2 separate regions of the Pangasianodon hypophthalmus genome follow, and region 1 is linked to region 2. The links are chromatin contacts, called in public Hi-C maps. All regions are on one chromosome and are shown on one strand. Each heading gives the region's core, a stretch centred on a gene start, on an enhancer-like site or on the middle of the called end of the contact. The rest is flanking DNA. Distances are from core to core; before and after follow the strand shown.

Region 1 (4,574 bases), core at 808-3,307, 240 kb before region 2:
CTTCCATTTAAGTTTGTTGGAGGCCTCTGTGTTCTTCAGGTACTTCAAAGCTGCAGAAATGTTTAAGTTTCCTTCCCTAGATCTGTGCCTCAACACTGTTGTGTCTCTGAGCTTTAGGACAATTCTGTAACCTCATGGCTTGTGTTTTGCTCAGACATACACCATCAGCTGCATCACCAAGTTTCAGGAAAATTTTAAAGATAGCCAGCAGAAACCGATCCACTGGAATTCAATTTTAGTGGCATACTAAAGGCTCTGAATAGTTAAATGTGTTATTCAGGTTATTTAGGATTATTTTCTCAATCATCTTTACCTTGGATCAGTAGAACAGTCTTGCTCTTTAAATTTATATGGATGTCCCATTGACTGGTCACTCTTCAGGGACACACAGCTGGGTTCTGGTGAGTCTGATCTCTCCTCCATCAGACTAAAACACACAGAGACACTGTGTAAGTTCCTCTCAAAGTAGTTTTTTGTTATTTATTATTACATAGTCCTTTCACTTCGTCACTTAGGGAGTGATTAAACTCTCCCCAGATCATTAATATCTGCTGGTATTGAACATCTTGAGCTGAAGCTCAGTTTTTCTGATCACTGAGTTTCTCTGTTCATTAGTCACATTTAATAAATACACATCTGTGAGTCTTTCATTGTTGCTGAATACAACAATAATTTTGTCTCTCACCTCTCATCTTTCTTTGTGTTTTGTTCTTCAGAGAGACTCATTTTGGAAGTCCTGTGTTCATATCACAGCTGCAAACACACACACACACACAGACACACACAGCATGACAAGTAATGTATGTAAAAAGACATTTGAGCCATTAGGAGTAAAGAAAACAATCTATCAGAATGTAATAGGATTCTTCATTCTTCTTTCAGGTAAACAGGTAAACAGGTCACAGCTATACTTACATGAGATGGAAGGGTTCTTTGGGGAACAAGTGTTTATACTGAGATCACATGACACACAGATCGACTCCATTCAACTAATTATGTGACTTCTGATGGTAACTGGTTTTACTGAAAATGTGGGTGAATACTTATTCATTCATCATTATTTGTAATTAATAATTATTTGTATTAATTGTATTTGTATTTCTACACTACATTACACTTATTTTCATATGAACTTGTCAGATTTTTGGGACGTTTTGGGAATGATGAGATAATACTGTATGACATTGTATGTGATTCATGGCGCCACCTACAGGTGTGACTAACTTTCAGAGCATCTTTCAGAGCAATACAGAGAGATGACCGATAGTGAACACCTTCTTCTACAACCCACCTCCTATAAACATGTGCCAAAAGTCAGAAGCAAAAGAAAAATCCACAAATAGAAAAATAATTTTGATTTGATTTTCATTGCTTGCATTTTCAATACATTTCTTACATTTTGATCATTAATATTTTGATAATAGATTTTACTTGAAACATCTGGCACAAAATTAACTCCATAAAAACCCACTAAACTGTTCATCTAGTGTGAACACATAATACACTGTATTCTAGCTTTATATTTATATTTTGACCCTGGAGCTGAACTTCACTTCCTGTTTATATGTAGCTTTATCTCGATAAAGAATGAGGCATTAGCGCTCTAACTGATGTTTACAGGTTTGAAGGTGAATTGAGGTGAAGCTTTAATATTTTATTCAACAACTAGCCTGTAGTGTGTTCACTATTATGGTAATGAATCTAATAAAACACATGGTTATGTGTGTAACACAGAGAGAACACTCTTCCTGTCTCTGTGTGGTTATATAACCCTGTGTGATGGCGCAGTTCACTTACACAGAAATATCAGCTTAAAAAGCCAGAAAATAAACTGTATACATTAACACTTCATTAAAATACAGCAACACTGTACTCCATATCGTATACATGTATAACATTAATGTTATTATAGCGTTAGATTTCAGTATACGTACTGTTTTTCTCCCCAACTACTTCGTCTTGAAATGGCGCCGCTGAGTTTCACTTTCACTAAACCGGTGACCTGCTCTAACCGCCACACCTGCTGAGACACCTGCTGGCCACAGGGTGTAACTGCACCAGAAAAAAACAACAACTCGGCGTCAACGATTAAAAGTTACTTGGCATTAGTGATGCCAGTTAACAACTCGACTTTCATTGACATTACTTTAGGATTTAAATCATCCAAATCAAATCCTATTTTTTTTTGTAGTTTTCCCCATTTTCTTCCCATTTTTTCACTTGACAATTCTCAGCCATTTCTCCCTTATCATTCAACAGCTACCAACATGGGAGGATAAAGGCCAACATGAGCTTCCTCTGAGACACGTGAAGCCATACAACAGCATCTTACTGCTTCTGGGTCACAGTGCAGCACAACACACCTGAGGGAAGCACCATCCGCTCTCTTACACATACATGATGCTTACACTACTATAGTAACAGCTCATTCATTTATAACAAACTAAATTAAAAATGTATCATTCACGTGATGAAGTTTTCCAAAGTTTTCTGACATCTTCAGGACAGAGGAGTTTACGCTTTGTGGTTTCTCTGTAACATGACATGCTGCATTTTTTGTCTTATTAACTGCAAGAGAGGCCGGTGAGGGAACGACTGATTATAGCTGAGAGAGAGCTATAAGTGAGAACAGGAACTAACTTATTTACTGATGTTGCACAACATTAAATGTACCTATAGATTATAATATTGTAACTATACAACTATACAGCTTTAATGGGTTATTTATATAATCCTGATCTCCTGATGACAGAGGGAACGATTTAAATTGTAAATAAACACTAAACAACCAAATTATTAGGAACTTCATTCTCAAGCTAGGTAAACTGTCTTGTGAGATGCTTTTCTGCTCATAACTGTTGTAAAGAGTGGTTATTTGAGTTACTGTAGCCTTCCTGTCAGCTTGAACCAGTGTGTCATTCTCCTTTGACCTCTCTCATCAACAAAGTGTTTACACACTCACAGAACTGCACACACTGGGGTTTTTTTTTTTGGTTATCTGTGAAAATCCCAGGAGAAAAAAATCTCAGCAGTTTCTGTATTACTCAAACCAGCCCATCAGGCACCAACAGTCATGCCACTTAGACAACTTTTTCTCCAGTCTGATATATGATCTTAATATTAACTGCTTCTAATTAATTGGTCAGTGAATGTACCTTTATTGATTTTACCTTATATTGTCTATGATCTGTCTCTATACACTATATGGCCAAAAGTATGTGCTTCTTCCCCAAACTGTTGCCACAAAGTCAGAAGCACACAGTTGTACAGAATGTCTCTGTGTGCTGTAGCATTACAATTTCCCTTCACCGGAACTAAGAGGCCCAAACCTGTTCCAGCATGACAATGCCCCTGTGCACAAAGCGAGCTCCATGAAGACATGGTTGGAATGGAACTCAAATCCCCACAGCCATGTTCCAAAATCTAGTGGAAAGTCTTCCCAGAAGAGTGGAGCTTATTTTAACAGCAAAGAGGGAATAAATCTGGATATGGGATGTTCAACAAGCACATGTAGGTGTGATGGTCAGGTGTCCACAAACTTTTGGCCATATAGTGTAATTATATTTATAATTATTATTTACTTTTCTTGATTATAAAATAATTATGAATCAGCACCATTAAGCAGACATATTCCTCTTCTGGTTTGAAGCTTTTTGTTTCACACCTCCACCTGATATTCAAGTCCATCCCGAGATCCCCTGAGATCCCTTGATAGACAGACAGACAGACAGACAGAGAGAGCTCTTTATTGATCCCTGAGGGAAACTGTTTTATTGCAGCAGTACAATAAAAAACAGAAATTAAAAGGACACAGACTATGCACAGAGAACACAAATTACAGTACCCATACTTAATAAACTAAAGTAAGTAAGAATAAAATAAGATGCAAGTAGCAACAAAAGTAGGCGAAGTAGTTGTAGTGCAGGTAACAATCATTAGAATGCGTCCATGAGAAAAAGAATAAATAATAAATACAGTGTGGCAGAATGTGAGAAGAAAAGTTGTTACTGCACAGATAACACAGAGTGGATGAGTTGTACAGTCTGGAGCTGAAAGTGCTCTGCTGCATGATTAGTTGTTCATGGAGGGAGTGAGTGTCATTGGTTATGACCAGAAGTTTAGCCAGCATTCTGTGCTGCAAAGCTGATTCCAGTGAGTCTACATTAGTCACACTGACCTGTCCAGCAAATAAAAACTGTTTCTTAGCCATGTAGTTCATGTCATGGTCTAAACAGGCTGTGTCACTGCTGGGACTTCCTTCATGATCCACTGTTGTGAACACCAAGGAATTTGAAGGTGTTCACCCTCTCCACCTCAGTCTCCCCTATGTGTAATGGTACATGCTGTTCCGTCCTTTTTTGTATGTTGACAATCATCTCCTTGGTTTTGGTGGCATTTAGAGAGAGATTGAGAGTTTGGGCTTCAGTCTGACAGTGAGGAGTTTTTTTCCACAATTTGGTTGGGATAACTATATTGAATGCTAAGCTGTAAACAGTAAAAGCTCTCAATGCTCTATGCTTTTTAGATGTGAGAGAGCTGTGTGGATTGCAGTGTTGACGGCATCGTCTGTGGAC
Region 2 (4,646 bases), core at 564-3,063:
CTTTTCTCTGAATGTACACTGAACACTTTTTATAGACATTCCCTCACACAAAGACTCAATTTGACAATATATGTTTACTTGTGCATTGCACTACAAATCATCTTGCACTATGCGCTGCTTCCCCCAAAATATCTCTTTTGCACAATTTCATTTATAGTATGTATATATGTATGGTCATCTTAATTGTTTTTCTTATACTTCTATTGTTGTATGTTCATATTTATGTTTAACTTTTTTATGCTACACACTTTTCAAATGCACTGTTCCTCCTCTTTCTCTTCATGTTGAAAGGGTGGAGAACTGAACGAACGACATGCATGTATCGGCCGAGCCGATATCAGTGAGTCAGCAGATCCTCGTTCGTTCAGCTAGTTCATTCATTTTGTTCACGAACTGCAAGTACCAGTTCGCTCAGAATCAGAAGGTCTTCCACTCTCGTTGAGACTCAGAGGAAGAGCCGTATTCATTCAATACGTCTAACCAGTGACCTTCTCCTTCACATCCTTCACTATAATGCAGGTTTTAAAATGCAGGGAAAAGCTGCAAAGCAGTCGCACATTTCACACGGGCATGTTTTTTTTTTTCCATTGCCACACCTCTACCCCCTGTTCAGAACATTTTCCATTCATGCAGCATCTGCAAGGGTGTACAATCTCAGTCACCGGGTCACACTCAATAACTGAACAGACGTATTGCCTTGTTTACAGCCTGATGGAACTCCTGATGTAACATGGCCAAGTATTTAGGAAATCACAATCTAAATACCATCAAAAAGTTGGGTTCCAAATAGGCAACAATAAAATACAGCTTTTTACAACAGTCATATCATAGTTTATTTATTTTATTTAGTAAAATGAAACATTTTTAAACCATGGTCTATTTTGGTACATGTCTGTCCTTTCATTCAATTGAGTAGTCACTGGTGTGCACTGCTTACATTTTGGAATATTCAGACTTTAATTGAATTAGTAAAAAAAAAAAAACAGGAAATTTACCCTATTTTACACACACACACAGTGGTGCTTGAAAGTTTAGGCCATAAATATGGCCTAACTAAAAATCAAGCAAGCAACACTTACCAGCTACTGTTTGCCTTATCGCGACTAATCGACTAAGTGACTAATCGCTTTTGCTCTATTGAGCTCTCCCTATACAAGTGATTTTAATTAATTATGCTTTACATTTTATTCAGCACACAGTGTTGTTATAAGTTATAAGCGTAAGTTAATTGGTAGAAGTAGCTATTAAAAGCCAAAAGCTTTTCCTCATTTTTATAACTAATACTATTTCACTAGCTGTTAGAAATAGTGAATAGCATTTGATAAAATTTAATAATCACTGCATATAATCACTGACAGCAGTGATGGGCACGCTCTTGTGAAACTCACTGGTAGTTTGGCTTCAGTAAAAGAACATTTTATAAACACAAATACGTTTATAAAACTATGTTTTATAAGTTCTGATGTTGTTATCTTGGGCAGATCATGCAGTAGCAACCTGTCTGCAGGATGTTAGCCAGGGGAGGGGTTTGTTTGTTATTAGACCTGCTTGATGTCATTTACCAAATGTTTACTGAATGTAAATAAAGTTCCCACAATATAACTTTTTTTGCACCTTCTGTATTTATGGTTATCTGTGAATGTTTCCCTCTGGATCAGTAAAGTTTCTATCTATCTATCTATCTATCTATCTATCTATTGTAAATCATGAGAAAGTCAGCAGGTGTGTTCTTTATAAACCTGGGAGTCTCCATGCACACTTTCTGTTTCTTTCCCAACACTAGACTGTGTAACAGTGTGTGTGTGTGAGTGAGAGAGAGAGAGCGATCTACTTTCCATTTTATACTCCACTCTCTGGAAGGTAAAACAGATCAAACCGGTTTACTTGGCAGTGCCACTTTTGTAACTAAAGTTTGCTGGATGCCACACAGTAAGTAAATTTACATTTGTATAGAAATATATAACTTAGGTATAAAAGCTGTATATAAATATAAAAATGTTGTAACTCCTCACTAGATGAGGACTAAATTAAACAATTTACTTTGTAATTCGATAGCATGATTTTAAGTGAACTGTTTAATGATACAGAGTCAGATTGTATGTTTTAGTTTTGTGTTGTCTGACAGTCTTTACAGAGTTTACACTCAGCGTCACAATACAGCTTGATTTAAAGAAGTGTTAACACATATGACACTATAATGAACACTTTAACATGACTGTAACACACAAGGAAGTTGGGTTACTAATTACTGCAACTAGTCTTTTCTCCAAACACAATGTAGTGGGCATTTCACCAAAAATTCATTACCACAGAACTGTAAAGAAAAGAAAACTGTAAAGAAAAATGTTCTCATTAAGTGTTAGCATTTTGACTCATCCTGTATAACTACAATACAGCAGTGTTACAAATGTTTAAATGCCTTTTAAATCACTTTTCCCGAAAATTAATCAATCTCTTAATAGTAATACCATCACACTATATTAAACTGACACAGAGTCACTATTAACAGTACACTTTCCTAAGAGGAGTGCGTTTTTAAACATAAACTCTTTCAAGTAGCTAAACAATCTATCACTAGTTTGCCTGAGGATTGCTGAAGATTAAATAAAAGTTTGGGAAATTTTGTTTTAATGCTAGCCACTGTTCAAGTGGAATGGGTTATATAAAATCTATGATAGAAGTGCTTTTCTCACTTAACGGATGTCTAACGGAAGTGCTGAGCTGAATGTATTTGGAAGGGTGGTGTATGTTTACAGCAATTCAAAACAGACATTTGTGACGTGTTGAAACAGGTTTGTCTAGAAATGTCAATAAACAAAAGAAGTCACATGATTTCATGTAAAGGCGTTATGAAAACACAGATAATTTCTTCACATCATTATCTTCCCAACAATTAAAATGCATTACTGTATTAATTACATGAAAGCTTGAATTTACTGTACACTGCTTCAAAAAGATCACATATGAGAAATACAGTGAATTTTTTGCCTGATATTTTGAATTTTGCCATTGAAAAAAATTATGAAGTCATCGTTTGCTACATAATGATTGTGTGCATGATTCTGTTGTGGTCTTATTCCCAGTTAATTTTGCTACAGTATTAAATAAGAATCAAGGATTATTTTTGTTATCCTTTATTAGGGTGGAGCGATACACTGATCTAGCAGCACTAAGAGATTTTCTATAGTTTTCTGTAGAAGGCTCTCCTTCCATGCTGTTTGCAATACTACAAACTTAATTTGACCCCATTTACATTCTAATTTTCGAGTGGTCTGTTTTAAAGTGTGTGATTGTTATGCCAGGGTGCTAGTTTTTCTCTCTGTTTATCTTTGTTTTAAGTGGAATGTTGATTCTAAGCATTCAGTTGCCTCATCAAGTTCTTCAGGATCAGATGGTGATCCAATCATAGCTGATAACTCTGGGAGATTATTGCTAAAATTCTGTGCAGTAGCTGATGTGAAAGAATGAAAATAAATGAAAATATGAATGAAAAAATGAAAATACAGCAGAAGGGACAGTGAAAATTACAACAAATGAAAACGATTAAATGATAACGAAATGAAACAAATTATTGACGAAAAATGAAGAAACAGTATAGTTTAAATGCCAACACAGGCAAGAAACTCCTGGCAAACGATGCGGAAACAGGAACTATGTCACCATCCCACCCAGTAATAAAATACTCCATCTTGGAAAAGGCAGTCACAGTGATGATTATTGTTTTACTATATTTCTTTTATTAATTTTTTTCCAAAGCACAGAAAGATTTTTTGCTTAAACAAGAATTATCTGGCTACACTGGGAGCTTACAGGCTTCAGGCATGATTCTTTCCTCTCAGTTTTCCAACCTCATAACACACTAGTACAGTAGATCACGTCAATGCTGGAATCAGCATTGCTTCACACAGAACAGCCTACAAACCCGGCCGCCGAAGGCTACAACATCCAACAGCCATCATGAACTCTATCACTTTCACATTCACTTTCCTACTGATTGAACACACCTGGACTCATTCACACAATCACTGCCAGCAATACATAAGGAAATTCATTCCACCGCATTGTGAAGTATATGCTCTGTGTCTAATACTTGCGATACTTATCATTATTATCTTGCTATAGTGATTTCTGCTTACAATTTTTGCTCTGGTTTATTGGTTTATTTGTTTGTCGTTTGCCCTGGTTACTCTGTTTGCACATCACCTGAATGCTACCATGCCTTATGTTTTGGCTTTGTTTGCCTGTTGTAGAAATAAAACTCTTAACATCGTCTCTGCCACCTGACATTGTGCTGAGGCTATGGCTTAAATCATTATTTTTTCAAGAATTATGTTCTGCATATTTTCCAGGTTATTTGTACATTAAATAAATAAAAAAGACTGTTGCACATTTAGCCACATTTATTCCCCACAGATTTTGCTTGGCTTTATTAATTTCATTATTATTTTATGTGATTTGCTGCTCACTAGGGTAGGAAGTGGTTTTGTCTAACACTTATTCAAAGTGATTATACAATCATCCATATACAATTACATTATATTAGCATGGATATGCATGGATATTACTCTTAACTTTTTGGATCTAATTATATCTGTTCTAGAATGATGGAGGGAAAGAGATCAGACTCCCCAAAACCCAGCTGTGTG

What was found. A called contact is a pair of places that touch in the nucleus more often than the background predicts.
Region 1: a contact with region 2 is called in a Hi-C map of liver and muscle, with 11 times the contacts expected there. The contact joins the promoter of LOC113524832 here to the promoter of LOC113524822 in region 2. A contact is called at or near these places in 2 of 3 Hi-C or Micro-C datasets (liver and muscle and muscle).

The regions. Positions count from the first base shown.
Region 1 is chr19:21,713,452-21,718,025 of fPanHyp1.pri, reverse strand. LOC113524832 (NLR family CARD domain-containing protein 3-like) reads right to left here and starts at 2,057. Exons shown (of 13, transcript XM_034313611.2): 1 at 1,935-2,057; 2 at 686-753; 3 at 314-427. The coding sequence starts at 726.
Region 2 is chr19:21,472,750-21,477,395 of fPanHyp1.pri, reverse strand. It overlaps LOC113524822 (NACHT, LRR and PYD domains-containing protein 12-like), which reads left to right and starts at 1,813. Exons shown (of 11, transcript XM_053242080.1): 1 at 1,813-1,929; 2 at 4,601-4,646. The coding sequence starts at 4,602.